Linked DNA regions of Sus scrofa: region 1 is linked to region 2. Evidence: chromatin contacts called from public HiChIP or PLAC-seq data. All regions are on one chromosome and are shown on one strand. Each heading gives the region's core, a stretch centred on a gene start, on an enhancer-like site or on the middle of the called end of the contact. The rest is flanking DNA. Distances are from core to core; before and after follow the strand shown.

The links. HiChIP or PLAC-seq counts read pairs in DNA pulled down with a chosen protein or histone mark.
Region 1: a contact with region 2 is called in an H3K27ac HiChIP or PLAC-seq map of alveolar macrophages. The contact joins the promoter of GPR160 here to the promoter of LRRC31 in region 2. A contact is called at or near these places in 2 of 5 promoter capture datasets (fetal liver and liver), 4 of 47 Hi-C or Micro-C datasets (embryonic fibroblasts, fetal liver, fetal skeletal muscle and 1 more) and 1 of 2 datasets of contacts at active chromatin or transcription factors (alveolar macrophages).

What each region holds. Positions count from the first base shown.
Region 1 is chr13:108,742,806-108,748,508 of Sscrofa11.1, reverse strand. It overlaps GPR160 (probable G-protein coupled receptor 160), which reads right to left and starts at 2,194. Exons shown (of 4, transcript XM_021069792.1): 1 at 2,054-2,194.
Region 2 is chr13:108,546,512-108,551,716 of Sscrofa11.1, reverse strand. LRRC31 (leucine-rich repeat-containing protein 31) reads left to right here and starts at 1,425. Exons shown (of 9, transcript XM_021069772.1): 1 at 1,425-1,580. The coding sequence starts at 1,569.

The sequences.
Region 1 (5,703 bases), core at 945-3,444, 200 kb before region 2:
CACTCCCGGGTCTCTTTAGAAGAGAACCCCAGCCTCTGAATCCCTTGGAGCGAAATCACGCTCCCTCTCCCAAGCGCAGAGCGCCGGCCGAGGAAGCTGAAAGCCGCGGGGTGCCGTCTTCCTCCTGGAGCCGGGGAAGCAGCTACGAAGCGCCGGGCGCAGGTCCCCGCAACTCACCGGAGGCGCGGCGGCTCCCGGCTCGCGCTCCGCTTCCCCAGCGCTGCGCACCGGAGCAGACACAAGGAGGTCGCTGCTCCGACACCTGCTGCGCCCGGCCCCAGGTGACCAGGGACGGGCGTGGGCGACGAGCACAGCCCGGGAACCCCGCAGCTGCTCTGCTCTAGGCTACCAGGAAGTGCGGACGCAGACCTTTGAGCACACATGCCCCATCGCGACCCCAGCGGTAGATGGGCCGGAGGGCGCCGCCTGCGGGCGGGGCGGCGAGAGGCGACTGAGGCCCTCACTGTACCCGCGGGAGAGGGGTTGGGTCGAGGCTGGCCCAAGGGATGCCCTGAGGGTGTAGGATGGAAGCTGCCGTCTCTTAGTGAGACCCCCTTCCACGTGCTGGGCCTTCAGACACCCCCCCACACACACCTGCCCAAGGAACCCCCATCTTCCCAGCAGGGTGGGCATGGGGCCACTAGCAGTTGTCTCTGGATGAGAGTATACACGGGGTGCCAGAAACTGCTATGTGCATGCCACTAAACAATTGTACACTATGAATTCACATATTAAAAATCTACAAATAGCATATTTGCAAATAGCACACTTACATTGAATTGACCTTTTTGCGTCAGCAGTACCAATTTGTTAAATTTATCAAAGAAATATTTGTGGAGCACCTACGATTTGCCAATCTTTCAAATGTATAAAATATGGCGCAATTTCCTCCTCCTCCCTTTCATGAATAGCCTTCAACAAGGGGAGTGGCCTGGGCCTTTCTTAACCTCTCAGAAAGCCTTTACCGGTTTTGCAAGGCACCTTGCGAAAGCCCGCCCAAGGGTGCAGTAAGAACTGAACCATGATTAAAGTTAAGCGTGGCTTGCTAGGGGGCCCGAGGGGCGGCCTGACCCAACCTGGGTAGGACAGAGAGGAATTTCTGGAGAAGGGGAAAAGCATGCTAAATTCTAAAGGACTACAGGATTCACTACAGGTTGTGAAATGTTTCAGCCAGGATTCCACCATGAGCAAAGCCAGAAGCCGAAAGCTGGGTAGAGAGTGCATGTTCTGATAGAGCCAATAGCAAGTGAGTCAGTGCAGCTGAGAAGTAGAAGAGGTGAATAGAGTTAGAGCAGTGGGTGTGGGAGACAGCCCAGGCTTCTATAAAAAACAACAGCTGCCATCTATGGAATGTAGAGTATAAAACTGGAGCTGGACTCGCATCACTTCCAACTACGTGGAGGTTATTACTCCCCTTTAAAGAGGAGAAAGTGAGAAGTAGGGAAGTGAAGTGCCTTTTTAATGACAGGGCTGGAAGGAGCTCACTCTGAGGAGCTAGCCTGCACTCTTAATGACCTTCCAGGCCAGTCCTGAAGCTGAATTGCCTTCACATGTTCTCATCATCCCAAGTACCCCCAGGTGCCCACTGCTCTTTCTCCATCCCAAAGCTCCTGTGTCAACAACTGCCCTCAGACCCCTCCAGTCTAGAACAGGTTCTAGAGCACATGACCATGCAAACCAGACTCCCAAGGGGAACTTGGTTTCAGGGCCTGGTGAAGGGACTGTGGCAGAACTTTTTCTTGTTCCCCAACACCCACTCTCTCCTTCTTCCATAATAATAGTACTGAAGCTGAAGCCAGAGCTGCTTAGAACAAAGACTACATTTCCCTGCTTCTCAAAATACATCAACAGTGGTGCCCAGAGCCCCTAGACTCCATTTGATCCAGTAGTACTTCTGAGGCAGCTGTTTCTCTCCCAACATCCTTGATGTGTCAGCTGTTCTTCATGGGGCAGACACTGCTCATTGCCTTCTCAACATCCATTCCCCTTTCTTCCTTTCTAAGAGAAACCAGATTTTGTTCAAGGAGGCAACGTGCGAAGCGAAAATGCTCACCTTTCCAGAAGTCCTTGCGGGCATTCACATGACTCGATTCTGGTCAGAGAGGTGAAAGAGGAAGTTGCCTAGAGAGTACTGGAAAGGCTTCCATTTTCCTGATGCAGACAGCTCTGCCTTTCTCCTTGTTTTATTTTGGCTTGAGGTTGCTGTGAGCTTGGAGGGGGAGCTACTGTTTTATGACCACAGGGCAAAACACAAGAGAAAAGGAGAAGCAGCAGGTACTGCAGACTGCCAGCTCCAGATTTATTACATGAGAAAAATAATCCCTTTACTTGTTTAAAGCGCTCTCAGTTAAGGTTTGTTACAAGCAATTGAACTCAATCCTAATGGATTGGCAAAGAAAAGCCTCAAAAATCAAATGTAGCTAATACAGTGTGATAACAGAAAGAGGGTGGGATTTGGCATGAGACCACCTGAGTAGAGTTTCAGCGCTTTCATTTATTTAGCTCATGACCTTGAGCAATTTTGTGAAATTAGATTACATGTTGTAAAATTAGAAATTGTCATAAAAATACAAGGCACAGTGCTTCCTGGCATATGGTGAGTGATTAATAAATGATCAGTTTTTAGCCTCCACCAAATGGATGACTGGCTAATATTCAGATTCAGAATCACATACCCACTTACCAGTTTCACCCGTTAAATATTTCTTTGGTCTGTTCAGATCTTACATGCTTTGTAACAGCAAAAATCAATATTAAAAGTTTCAGTAAAAACCAGCCTTGGCCTAACATCTTGTTTCCTCATTTCATAAACCATATATGCTCTACCTAAAAAATTTAAAAGGAAATGAATAGAAGCACATGCTTTGTAGTGACCAGTCATGAATTACTCTTCACCAGTTTAGCAGTTACATGGGCATATTTCTGTTCAACATTTTTTAAAATAAGAAACTCTAGGAGTTCCCCTCATGGCACAGCAGAAACGAATCTGACTAGGATCCAGGAGGACACAGGTTTGATCCCTGGCCTCGCTCAGTGGGTTAAGGATCCAGCATTGCCATGAGCTGTGGTGTAGGTCACAGACATGGTTTGGATGTGGCATGGCTGTGGGTGTGGTGTAGGCCAGTAGCTACAGGTCCAATTGAACCCCTAGCCTGGGAACATCCATATGCCACAGATGGCACCCTAAAAAAGCAAAAAAAAAAAAAAAAAAAAAAAAAGAAAGAAAAAAGAAACTAATTTCATTGCTTCTAGATTTGTATTTTTAGTTACCAAACAAGATATTTTAGTGGTCCAAAAACTTGCTTTTGTTGAATCTACACCATGTCCCTCTACGCTGAATTGAATAATATTAAAAAAATCAGTGCTATTTAATTAGGCTTTTAATTAAAAAAAATATATTCTTTTAATCACTATAGAAGTTTATAAGTTAAAAAAAGATGTATCATAATTCTGTGAATGAACAGTTAGGTAACTCTAGTTTATCTCAATTATGAACAGCATTTCCTTGAACATCTTTTGCCCACACTTTGCCCACACTTTTGCCCATTTGTGTGATGTAACCACATCTCCCCTCTTCATTGCTTCCTCCCCTCTTCATTGCTTCCTCCACTGTAAGCCTCCATCCATCTCTTGACTGAATTATTGGAATCACCTCCCGAATGGCTTCCTGTTTTTGTCCTTGTCCTACTTCAACCCATTCACACCACAGCAGCTAGAACAGTGATTTTAGAATGCAGATTAGATATTGTCCCTCTTTGGTGGAAACCTTCCAGTAGCTTCCTTTGCATTCAGAGTAATGCCTAAGTTATTACAACAGCCTGTAGAGCCACACTGTCAGCCCCTATTGCCATTACTACCTGAACCATCTCCTTCCATGTTCCACACTCTGCTCCATCCTAGCTAGATTCTTTAGGAATCTTGTTTGTTGTTTGTTTTAATATGCCAGGTAGGCTTTTGCCTCAAGGACTTTATACTTGCTGTCTCTTTTTGGAACTCTCTTCTTTCAAATAACACTTGGCTTAATCCTTCACCTTTCTCAAATCTGTAAAGTACTCTTTCCTTTTTTTTTTTTTTTGCATTTTAGGGCCCAACCCATGGCATATAGAAGTTCCCAAGCTAGGAGTAGAATCAAAATTGCAACTGCCAGCTACAGCCACAGCCACAGCAACGCCAAACCTGAACCACATCTGTGAACTATACCGTGGCTCATGGCAACACTGGATCCTTAATCCACTGGGCGAGGCCAGGGATTGAACCCACATCCTCATGGATACTAGTCAGGTTCATTACTGATGAGCCACATCAGGAACTCCCAAGTACTCTTTACTTTTCCAGGCTAGAAGTTTGGTGGGTTTTGTTTGTTTATTTTTGGTCATTCCTGTGGCATGTGGAAGTTCCCTGGCCAGGGACTGAACCTGCGCCACAGCAGTGACCTGAGCCACAGCAGTGACAATACTGAATCCTTAACCTCCTGAACCACCAGGGAACTCCAACTTGTTTTTGTTTCTAATGTTAACATTTATGGAAAGATTAACATGGGCCAGGCATCTTGTTTAAATATTTTACATTTATCATTTCATTTCATTCTTATGACCACCCTACATTTTATGATCTCCATTTTATAGCTGAGGAACCTGAGGCACAGAGAGATGATATAATTTGCCCAAGATACACAGTGTGTAAAGAAGAGAAGCAGGATTTGAGCACTCACACCCACTGCACTTACTGTACTTGCGATAAACAAGAACCTTTCAGGAATGGTTAACATACTTTCTACTCAGCATAAACTTGCTCAGGATCTGAAGAGCCTCATTTCTTTATAGCCTCCATTTCTTCGGAAGTTGTGGTTATTTCTTTATTTATATATGGGCATGTCTGAGCTTTTTATTGTTACTCTGTTACCTTGTTCATTTCAAAAGAATGAACAAGCATATCCACACTGTACTTCAACTTTATCAGAAATCTTCAGCTGCGTTATTTCAAGAAAATTTCAAAGTATCTATTGATGCCCCCACCCACCTGGGCTCTGTCCAACACAGTAGCTACTGGTCATTTACAACTAAGAATTAAATCCTTAAAATATTGGTAGTCGAAATTGAGATATGCTGTACTCATAAAATATACACCACATTTCAAAGACAGTACTAAAGAACAAGTATAAAATATCTGGATAAAAATTTTTTTTTTGTCTTTTTAGACCCTATATCAGCCATGGCAATGCTGGATCCAAGCCATGTCTGCAACCTACACCACAGCTCACTGCAACGCAGGATCCTTAACCCACTGAGCAAGGCCAGGTATGGAACCTGCATCCTCATGGATGCTAGTTAGATTTGTTTCCGCTGAGCCATGATGGGAACTCCTAAATTTTTTCATTTTTTAAAAAATGTATTTTTTATGGAAGTATGGTTGATTTACAATGTTAATTTCTGCTGTATAGCAAAGTGACTCTAGATAACAATTGTTCTATTGATACCATATTGCGGTGGCAATATTTTGAATATATCAGGTTAAATGAAATGTAGTATTAAAATTAATTTCACATGTTTTAGAGTTACTGTCGTGGCTCAGTGGTTAATGAAACTGACAAGTATCCATGAAGAATCATGTTTGATCCCTGGCCTTGCTCAGTGGGTTAAGGATTCAGTGTTGCTGTGAGCTGTGGTGTAGGTTGCAGACGCCGCTCGGATCTGGCATTGCTGT
Region 2 (5,205 bases), core at 176-2,675:
TCTGAAACACTGAATCAAAAATGCCATTGAAAGCATTCCTCAGAAATTTTAAATATATGTTAAGCCCAAACCTAAGTATGGAAAAGGGAAAAAAAATGGATTCCTCGCTTTTGCAAAAATAAATAAAAATCACTTAACTGCCTGAGAAATAATTTGTCAAGCATATATTACCCTTAGGGTTTCATGGCAAATGAACTTACTTACTGATAATACAGTAAATATTGACAGTAAATACTCAAGTAAATGCCAGCCATTAGCTTTTCCAAAGGGCTCTTAAGTGAATGCCTCTGATTCTAGGAAAAGAGGCAAACCTGTTTTCAGCCGCTGTCGTCTGGTTGCTATGTTGTGATCTGGAAATATCCTCAAATTCAGTTTCCAGGGTTTACCTTCACAAAGTAAAACCTAATGCAGATACAAGAGAAAGCTGGTCTGAAATCTTGAGTTGGTGTGGGAAGCCTGAGTACTTGTTCAAGTTTGTATATAAAGAGGAATTTCTCAAACATGCTCTGAAAAAAATGATTGTTTTTCTAAGTGTGAGCCTGGTAACCTGTTGCTTGGACCACTGTAGTATTAAGAAACTCATGGACTTAGAGAATAGATTTGTGGTTGCCAAGGGGGAGGGGGAGGGAGTGGGATGGATTGGGAGCTTGGGGATGATTGATGCAGACTATTGCCTTTGGAATAGATTAACAATGAGATCCTGCTGTGTAGCACTGGGAACTAAGTTTGGTCACTTTTTTTTTTTTGGTCTTTTTGCGATTTCTTGGGCCACTCCTGCGGCACATGGAGGATCCCAGGCTAGGGGTCCAATGGGAGCTGCAGCCGCCGGCCTACACCAGAGCCACAGAAACACAGGATCCGAGCTGCATCTGCAACCTACACCACAGCTCATGGCAACACCGGATCCTTAACCCACTGAGCAAGGCCAGGGATCGAACCCACAACCTCATGGTTCCTAGTCAGATTCGTTAACCACTGAGCCACGATGGGAACTTCTGTTTGGTCACTTATGATGGAGCATGATAATGTGAGAAAAAAGAATGTATACATGTATGTGTAACTGGGTCATCATGCTGTACTGTAGAAAAAAATAATAATAAAAGGTAAAAATTAAAAAAAAAAAAAAAAAAAGGATGCAGTTCCTTCCCCTTCTCTCCCAAGGCTGCCTTCCTCATGTTCCTCCATTTGATTCCCTGTCAGGCTCTCAGTTGCTTCCTTCTCCTGCCTTGACCTCCTTTCTGCCTTTCTCACTCCCTACCGTGTTTCATTTCCTCTTCTGTTCTCTTGAGTCCTGCATGGTTTCTTACCTCCCCCCCGCCCCACCCACTCCCAGGCCCTTCTGCTCTGCAGTGGATGTGTCTGCACAGAAAACCTGGCAGGGCCTTGCTAGCTGGGTGGGGTTTCATTGCGTAAATTACCACATCCTGGAACATCATCCAGCCATGTTTTCTTATGACTTGGAAGTTGGAGTCACAGCAGTTAAGGAGGGGGAAAAATGAAACCATTTCCTGGGATGGCTCTCCAGAGAACAGTTGTGCATAAATCTCCAAAAGGTAAAATGAGTGAAAATGACCATGGAGGTAAGTCTTGGGTGGGGGCTAGAGGACTAGTGGAAGGAAAAGGGCCCCTGGGGTGATGGTGGAATCAGGATGGCACAGCCAGGGCTGCAGGTTGTGGCTGGATTCACAAACCAAAATTCTCCCTTTCCCACCTAACCTACTGAGGCTTGGTCAGCTGAGGGGCTGTGGCTGGGACAACTGTCTGTTTTCATTGCTGTCTGTTCCTATGTAAATCTGGACCAGATCCTGCTCTAGTTTGAAAAGAAAAGAAAGAAGGAAGGAAGGAAGGAAGGAAGGAAAGAAAGAAAGAAAGAAAGAAAGAAAGAAAGAAAGAAAGAAAGAAAGAAAGAAAGAAAGAAAGAAAGAAAAGGATGCCCAGTTGTGACTTCTAAAATGATACTCCAGGTATACCGAACATTCCATCACCCAAGCGTGAAGGTGGGCTCTGCAGGGTTATTTTGAGGATCCCCTGTGTACAAAGTATTTCTTGAACCCTTCTAGAACATGGTAGTACAGAAAGACCTATTTTATAGGGAGGAAGAAAAGAACATAATAATTTCAAGAATATCTATTCAGCTCTGGCCTAAAGAAGGAATCTAAATTGGATTAACAGAAGCTAAAATTTCATTTACAGTTTATCCCTTTAGTTTAAGTCTTAAACGCTCCGTAAAATGTAAGCAAACCCTGAGAAAGATAACAGCTTGAACCTTATGAATCTTGGATCTCAACTCACCTACCTCTAACCTCATACATCTTTGCTCCAGACAAACCATAATTCACTTCTTGAGGCAACCCCAGGCTCTTTTAGGCCTTCATGCCTGGAACCTTTTGAGCCTGTTTTTTTCTGCCTGGGACACTTTCCTCTCTCCTCTCTTTTTAGCTGTCTCAATTCTCTAATACACATGCAAGGTCACTCGCTGCTCAAAGGCTGTGCTCCAAGCCAGGCTTAGTCCAGCTGAGGCTCCTTAACTAAGTAGGTCTTTCCTCCCTGGTGGCCTTTGACCCAGTGTCATCACTAGTATACAGGGCCAACTTTCCACCAGGTTAAGACTGCAAAGTCATGAGCTGTGTCTTGTTCATCATTGACTCTCTTGTTTCGAGAACAGTATCTGGCCCACAGTAAATTTTGTTTATGGAGTGAATTAATTCTTTACTGCCAATGTGTTTTTCATGGGGTTGGGGTGCAGGGCTAGAGTAGAGAAGGTGAAAATGCCAAGAGAAAAAGAAAAGGACTGCAAAGAGATGAGGCTGGGATCACTAGAGGCAAACTCCTTTGAGTGACAGTTTTGTAAAGGACCCAGACAGCTTAGTAGTATGCCAAGGCTCTTAAACTATCTCTCTTAGAAGGTAATGCTAATTGACTGATGAAATTTAAAAGGTATTGACATATTTAATGCCCTTGCCAAAGTGGTGTTTAATAAACTATCTCATACAATAAAATAGGGCAAAGTTTAAAACTCAAATTTGCTTCGGATTTATATCTGCTACCATCTGTTCCCGGATCCTGGGTTACATCATCCTTATTTTTATGTTAAACATTACCAGCAATAAAAACTGAGGAGGGGAATAAAAATTCTTGTAGGTGAGTTAGGATCTACTCAGGCTTGACAGAGTTTTATCTTCTCTGAAATCCTAGAAAACAAACCCACAGGAAGATGTCATTGAGAAAGACCCCTTTCAACTTGACTATGAGTCAAATAGGGAAGAAAAGTTCCTAGGAGGAGAAATTAAACCCCAGACTTCATTTTTCAAGAAATTCATCAGAGGCTCAAACCTCAAACTCAGGTCCCCCAAAACTGAAAGAAAAATGACCTTAAAATAACTGATTTCCAACCCAGTGACAAGAAACTGAGGCCAATCCCCTTAGACACTGGTACATTTCTGACTGCTGTAATTTCTTTATTATTTAGAGAAATGTTCTCCCCTAAAGCGTTCACACGGGTCAAATGAAACCTAATCTGAAACCTAATCTGGTGAATTTCTGTTATAAATATTTTGTTAAATGATTTAAATAATTAGCTCATTTTACTTTTAAATTATCAAAAGAAACTATCCTATTTCCCTTCATTCTAACGCAAATGGTCATTTCTTCTATCCTTTTCAGGTTTTTATTCATATGTTTGCATTTATGTTCAACCAACCAGTCAACAAACATTGAGTACCTATTATGTGCCAGCTACTGTTGTGTTAGAAATAAAGCCATGAAAGACACCTTCTGAGAGTTCTCTGGTGGCTCAGAGTTAAGGACCTGGCATTGTCGCTGCTGTGGCTTGGGTCACTGGTGTGGCATGAGTTCAAGCCCTGACTCAAGAACTTCCAGATGTCACAGGTGCCCTCCCCCCAAGAAAGAGGAACTTCTTTACCAAAAAAGAACCAAAAGAACCAAAAGCAGACATAATTTCAGTGTGATAAATTGAATGAAGGAAAACAAAGCAGGCTAAAGAAATAAGAGAATGATGGGAGAGGTGTATTATTTTAGATGCAGTTGGAAGGAAGGTGTTTGATTTGGTAGCATCTGTGCAGAGCTGTAAATAAAGTCAGTCATGTAGAATGAGTGAATGAAGCCAGCCATATAGATATGTATGGTAGTAACTTTCCAGGCAAATGGATCTGTAAATGCCAAGGCCCAAGATGAGAGGGAGCCAGAAAGTTAGGGATGCTGAAGTGGGCCAAGAGATGGAGAGAGGATGAGAAAAGCAGACCAGCAAGAGAGGGAGCTGGGGCCAGAATGGACATCCTTTGCATGGTTATAATAGCTGAGAAAGCCCTCTTGAGCTTCCATGGAGCTGTGATCCTACTTCTGGGACATATCATCACACTGCGCAATTCTCACATTGCTGCATGCCGTTCACATGCCTGATTTTAACAACTGCATACTATTCCATTGCATGCATATGTCATAATTAAGTTCCCTTTTTTGCCCTTTAGGGAATATCTTTAGCTTTCCCTCTCCCCTATGTTCTGCTTCACTGTATTTCAGCTATTTTTTAAGTATAAATTCCCAGAACAGAGATTACAAGTTCAAGAGTTATGAAAATAAATATTGCCAAATCTCTCAAAAGTTATGCATCACCTACAATACCATAAATATATTATCTATTAGATTAAATGTAATTTTGAAGCATTTTAAGGTTTTTATGTGAACATACACAAAAAAGAACAGTATGAAGTTCCCTCCCTCTAACAATTATCAACCTGTGGCCAATCTTGTTTTCTTTATATCTACCCTCATTTCCATCAGAGTATTTGCACCAAACACCAAAACTATTTTACCTGTAAGCAGATTGAATATATTTGTGGAAATAGAAAGTTTAAAGATTCACCTCTAAAAGAAGGCAATCAGAAAGTTGTTGATATTTGTTCTAAAGTATGATTTGGAGGTTCAGGAACATGGTTAATGAATACCCATAACCATGATAAAATTAACAGCGCAAGACTAGCCAGCTGGATAGCCTGGCTGGGCAACATCAGACCCTTGGGCTGTGTGTGGCTCCTCCATTTCCATTTCTTCCCAAATTCAGTGGCTCCTGGAGTCATGCTAATTCTGTCCCCCAAATGGCTCTGGGACCTGGCTCCTCCTCTCCATTGCTGTCCTGGATTTCCTTGCCTCTTGCCTGGACCACTGCCACAGCTTCCTAACTGCTTT